Regions from separate parts of the Mus musculus genome. Here region 2 is linked to region 1. A link is a contact called in public ChIA-PET data. All regions are on one chromosome and are shown on one strand. Each heading gives the region's core, a stretch centred on a gene start, on an enhancer-like site or on the middle of the called end of the contact. The rest is flanking DNA. Distances are from core to core; before and after follow the strand shown.

What was found. ChIA-PET counts read pairs in DNA pulled down with a chosen protein or histone mark.
Region 2: a contact with region 1 is called in an RNA polymerase II ChIA-PET map of memory CD8 T cells, with 10 read pairs. The contact joins the enhancer-like site here to the promoter of Nol10 in region 1. A contact is called at or near these places in 6 of 39 promoter capture datasets (cranial neural crest, embryonic stem cells, frontonasal cranial neural crest and 1 more), 1 of 15 datasets of contacts at CTCF or cohesin (CD8 T cells), 3 of 484 Hi-C or Micro-C datasets (B cells, CD8 T cells and the G1E-ER4 cell line), 3 of 115 datasets of contacts at active chromatin or transcription factors (embryonic stem cells, memory CD8 T cells and trophoblast stem cells) and 3 of 9 other capture datasets (adipose tissue, embryonic stem cells and liver).

What each region holds. Positions count from the first base shown.
Region 1 is chr12:17,347,112-17,349,997 of GRCm38.p6, forward strand. It overlaps Nol10 (nucleolar protein 10), which reads left to right and starts at 1,382. Exons shown (of 21, transcript NM_001008421.1): 1 at 1,382-1,508. The coding sequence starts at 1,443. It overlaps Gm46336 (a long non-coding RNA gene), which reads right to left and starts at 1,291. Exons shown (of 2, transcript XR_001780553.2): 1 at 1,171-1,291.
Region 2 is chr12:17,410,911-17,413,796 of GRCm38.p6, forward strand. All of the region lies in intron 17 of Nol10 (nucleolar protein 10), which reads left to right. Among named protein-coding and RNA genes, the nearest start is that of Gm36752, 24 kb to the right of the region's middle. Within about 2 kb of position 1,426, at least 40 of the 459 cell types and tissues checked have an H3K27ac peak or open chromatin away from gene starts, as enhancers often do. A contact at or near this core is called in B cells, CD8 T cells and memory CD8 T cells, where this site is marked.

The DNA.
Region 1 (2,886 bases), core at 132-2,631:
ACCACCATGCCCAGCCTTTTTCATTCTTCCCTTTTTTAATACTACAGAGATGCCAAGGTTTAGATCTTCAATATGGGAACCAGAGGCAGAAACGGGCTACTCTACAGATTTAGCCAAGGTGACTATGAAGACAGCATTGAGCTAATAAAAAGTGCATGGTGGAACAGTGAATTAAGGAAGCTGGTTTTAGAAGTAGGCAGTCATGGTGCTGGCAGGCAATTGTGGTGATAAATAGATCACAACTAAGGTCTGGAGGCCAGAGAATTTTCTAGTTTTGAAGACACAAAATAACTTTTGATTGAGTTGAGATATTACACGCTAAGTTTTGGGATTCTAACCTCTTTATACATTTATTTATTTATTTATTTTTGTTGAGACTGTAATCCAGGCCTTGGTAATTCTCCAGTCTCAGTCTTTTAGACACTAGAATTTTAGGTGGGGGTCACTGTGCCTCGCTTGGGAATTGGCAATTCCTCAGTCTAATTTGGAATACGAGCACAAGAAGGTACTGTTTCAATCACCTAAGTCAAAAATTCTTGAGCACATCTATGGGTGATCCCAGAGGAAAGATCAGTCGTCCCAGAAAGGAGTGAAGCAGCTGTTTGAACTTTAAGGGGCTGACAGGGACCTGCAACTCAGCACAAGGTGGTCTGAGTGGTGTCTACATGGCACCATCTTAAGACCTGGGAGTCCGGGGACTGTGCCAACACTACTTGATAGAGAAACAGCACAGAAAAGTTCTGTAGCAGATCGCTCTGCTCAGAAAGAAAAGGCTTCCACCAGAGTACAAGCCTTTGCAAAGCCAGCAGGAACTAGTGAGCCATGGCCCAGGGGCAAATGAAGATGAAAGCACCCGACCGTAGTTGCCGAGAGGGCTTGAGTGGACCCTGACTATGAGAGCGTAAGTGCCTATCAAAGAGTCGACTGGAGCCAGGGTTTGATAGTGGTTTCACATGACTTTGGAGAAAGCATTACTTAACCATTCTCTCTTTCCCAGACTCGTCTTTTCATAATGTGTTTGGAAGAGGATATAGAGAAAGACTGGCGAGGGTCCTCTGCTGTTAGAAAGTCATCCCAAGGCCTCTGATGTGGACAACAGAACTTCCTAAAAATGGTAAGTGGTTATAACTGTCACATTCTAGTCTCAAACGATATCAGGTTCAAACTCACTTCCCCATCTCATGCTTTCTCGTACGATTTTTCTTTTCATTTTCGCTTTTTCCAACCCCAGAGCACATCTCCCCGGACCCGCTCTTGCCGCCTCTAGTGCCTCCGCCCTGGGGCAGCCTAGTGAGCGCGCACTTCCGGAGCCAGGAAGTGCGTCATCAGCTCGCGCCAGTTCCCGCACGTTGTGCCGGTTCGCCTCGGGTTTGGATGCTAGGGTATTCGGGTGGGCCGGCGTTCTGTGACTGCGTGCCGGGCTCCGGCTGCTCCGCGCTGCGATGCAGGTCTCCAGCCTCAACGAAGTGAAGATTTACAGCCTCAGCTGCGGCAAGTCTCTTCCCGAGGTGAGTTCTCGCCCCCTCGCCATCGCCCTGGGAGCGTGTATCTCTAACTTACCATCGGCTGACCGTGGTGGCTGGTTTTATGTCAACTTGACACAAGCTAGAGTTAACTGGAAGGAGGGAATCTCAATTGAGAAAATGCCCCCATAAGATCTAGCTGTAGGACACTTTCTTAATGATTGATGGGGAAGAGCTCAGCCCTTGGTGGTGCCGTTCCTGGGCTATGGCTCTGGGTTCTATAAGAAAGCAGGCCCAGCAAGCCAGTAAACAGTACTGCTCCATGGCTTTTGCATAAACACCTGCCTCCAGGTTCTTGCCCTGTTTGAGTTTCTTCAGTGATGGACCGTGATGTAGAAGTGTGGCTGAAATAAACTCTTTTCTCCCCAAGATGCGTTTGGTCATGGTATTTTATCACACTATAAAAACCCTAAGACAAGACCGTTGTTTTGCCTGCATTGGGTTCACGTGTAAGAACGTGCTAACTGTTTAGAAACTACTCTCACGTGCTTTAATTAAAAACCTTATTGCCTGAAAACAGTCAGAGCAATACAGTCACAGACTGCAGAGAGGAGGACTGTGGCTCACCCTTAGTCTGTTTAAAGTCTCATCCTGTTCCAAATGCAGACTGCCTTGGTGTATACTTAGGGTCTAGGGAGGTGAGTTCACATGTTTAGAGATTATTTTGCCATAACTAGTAAGAATAGTACATTGACTTTTCCCTTTTAGAAAGGATTTTTTTTTCTATTGGGGGCATTTAACCTCAAATTTATTGACGTTTTAAGCTGGACAAGTCTTGTTGCTAGTGTTGTTTGCCAGCATCCCTGGTCCATACCTACAAGATCCAATTGTGATGACAGACTAAAATGTAAAGACTTGCCATAAGCCATCTGGGAAGCAAAATTGTCCCGGTAGAGACCCAGCCACTCAGTGTCACGATAACTGACTAGTGCTTTGGTTGCTGTTCATTCAACTGTTGCCTGTAGAAGAAAATCAGCTTCCAGTGAATGTGCTGGTAAAAACCACTTCTTATCCAGGGTCGTCTATTAGGCCAGTCATAGGTCTGTTTCTATTCTTTGTAAGAAATACATTTGGCTGGCAAAGAGACACGTTTATAATCCCAGTGCTTAGGGCGCTGAGACAGGACATTTGTGAGCTTGTGTTCAGCCTGGGCGACAGAGCTTACATTGTGTGACTCTATCTTAACACAGGAATATGCACACACATTGGGTGCACTCACTCCATATAGAAATTAAAACCCATCATTTCAAGAGTTTGCATTATCTTAGCTTAGATGGATTAATTTTATGCTTTTATAATTCTTTGTAAAACAGATGCTTTAAAATTGTTTAGTATATGTAAATATATTTTTTAGAAAGTCCAG
Region 2 (2,886 bases), core at 176-2,675, 64 kb after region 1:
GATTACCTTTCAACAAATGCAAGTTGAGCTTCCCATATGCTCAAGCATCTTTGAGATGTATAGGCGCCTGTACCCCATTTGGCTTTTAAGAGTCCATCCAAGTGGGTGGGACCATTTCCCCCACAGCACGTGTTCTACATGCCAGCCCTTTTTACTCAGTTTCTCTCTGTTGCTGTGGTCTGTGTTGAGTGCGTTGTTCCTGGGTTCTGTGTGAGAGAGGCTGTCTGTGGACTGGGACTAGAAAGCCACAGAAGCAGTGTCTTCGTCTCAGGAATCAGTAAATGACATTAACACTTTATAGTAAAGTAATAATTCATCGCTTTGGGGAACAAATGTGATTATGTGCAAACATACTGAGTTAGATCAGATAGTTTTAACATTAGAATTTTGTCATTTAAAGTTTTTTTTTTAATTGCAAATTACAATTACAGTGATATGAACACTCAAAACTCGGTGTTTTCACAGGGGCTCCTGGGATGGTTGGATATCACACCTCTATTCCCTTATCTTCCCTCCCTGCCTTGCTTGTGCTTCTGTTGGGACCCACTCTCCCCTCTTTAGCTGCTTATTTTGGTATAAAACTCTTTCCTGCTGTTGCCTGTGATGCTGCGTCTTGACTTTTCCTTCCTGCTGGAGCTAGATAGTAATTTTGGTGAAGTCAATATTGGGCTTTACAATGCTGTAACTATGTAAATGCTCTTTGTAGTCAAGTCACCTCACATGACTTTGATTTCCCCTGGAGTAAGTTTCTGTGTCGTTATCACCAATCAGCCCCTTGTTCTATACCATAAGTCTGGACCTTGTGGCAAGAATCTGTGTAACTCAGATGAAGAACTCATTTCTAAGTCTTTGTGGATTGAGCACCTTCAAATCCTGGGGTCTCCCTGAACTGTTTCATGTAATGTTCTCTACGTTGGACAAAGAATTGAAAGAACTCTGGGTCTTTGAAGGAATGCAGTTTCTACCCAGATACTTTGCATTCACCAGATGAGTGCCCAGTGAGGGCTCATGAGGGTAAATACAAGACACAAGTTCTCACAGCAGCGTCACACTGCACCCTCCAGACGGTGCTGAGAGGGCTTACTCCTGAAATAGGAGAGGCACTATCCTGGCAAAGCTCTCGTGACCACCGTGCCGTGCTAGGTGCCTTCCAGGCTGTACTCTGGCCCAGATGCATCGCTGGCTGCTTGCTGAGCCACTCAGCCTAGAAACCTGGGTCTTTAGTGTAGAGGGAATTCTCTTGGAAGAAAAAATTATTATTTCCTGCCATGATCTTGATAATTTGTTCATAGTGGGGGTGGGGACCTAGAGAGCTGCATGAAAATACAGAGGAGGGGACAGGCTGAGATATTTGGGGGAGTACCCACCGTCAGCCCTCTGAGGTTTGTCACTTGCAGGCTGGGAGAGCACCCGCTGTGTGCCAGCCAACCTTCATTTCCTCCTGTTACTTCTCACTTCCCTCTCACAACCCGCCCAGCCCCGCTAGACCTCCTCCTCTCCCTCCTTCCTTAGGCTAGAGGTGGGACTAGAGAATCAGGGTTTTAAGTAGCAGGTAGTCTCTGTATGTTTCTATATTGGGACAAGATAATAATAAGTGTCTGCTCGGAGCTACAGAAGTGATTCTTTGAGGTAGTGCTGAAGGTGGTATTCACATGTTTTCCAAACACCAAAGCAAGTGTTGAGCATGTGTATGTGTGTGTATTTATAAGACAGATCACTAGCCAGACACTTGTAAACTACTTCAAGAACATCACTATCTTATTCTTTTTTCTTTTAAGACAGCTGTGAAAATAAGCAATTAGACAAGCAGAAGTCCTTAGGGGAAATACTTTTACAGCTGGGTCAAAGGAGTTTTTATTTTATAATCGTTCATCTAACGCATACTTGTCTTTAAGCAGGATAGTTTGTTTGTTGTAAACTAACGGGGAGAAAAATCTTTAAAATACCAACAACATACTCTATTTAACAGTCTCTGTTATTTTAAATATAATAATTTTGGCAAATACATCAAGATGTTAATTTTTTCCTTCTTTGTTTTTTAACCTAATAGGCACATGGCTTTTGATGTGAAATATTGGTTGATTACCAATATCAGCTTTCTCACATTTATAAGTGACTCCAAAATTTACCTGGCAGCCCCCTCCTCTCTCCTGAGTCCTTGTTGTATGAATTACTGCTCCCAAGACACCTATTGGTGTCAGTCAGACTGTGGATGATGTCTGTGACACACTTAGTCTTAAATGAACATCATCTCCCGCCCTTCGCTCTAGCCTACACTTTTTACCCTGATGCTCTAATGGTGGCTCCAAGCTCATCATTCCAGCGTCTGCCCACACAGACCAAGCAGCTAAGAGCTGTTTCCAACCCCATGCTTCATCTTTAGCTCTCTCCTCTCATCCAGCTGCTGCTGCTCTAGTTCCATAGAAGTGTGTTTCACAGGGATTGCTCCCTGGCTAGAGTCAGTCCCACCCTTTGATTTCCATCACCTTAGTGCAGGCCCTGCCTCTTCATCACTTCCTAGGATGCCTCTGAACCTTATAATGGTTCTAGTCTCTTTCTTAGCCCTGTGCCATGCACCATGCTGCTGCCACCTCTTAAAGCAGTTTGTCACCGTGTCCTCCTCTCTCCTGACTCTTTCTCTGAATAGTGGCTCCCCCCAAGTCTTCGAAGAACAGTCAGAGTAATTAAAGTATTTATAGTCTGCCTTGGTTGTTTTTAATTTTTGTCTTTTAGGATGTCTTTTCCAAATTGCCAGTCTGCTCTTGTCAGATAATTCACTACTCCTTAGTCAGTTGATATGCTGTCTTTGTATTTCTTTCTTTCTTTTTTTTTTTTTAATTTTATGTATGTGAACACGTTGTAGCTGTATAGATGGTTGTGAGCCTT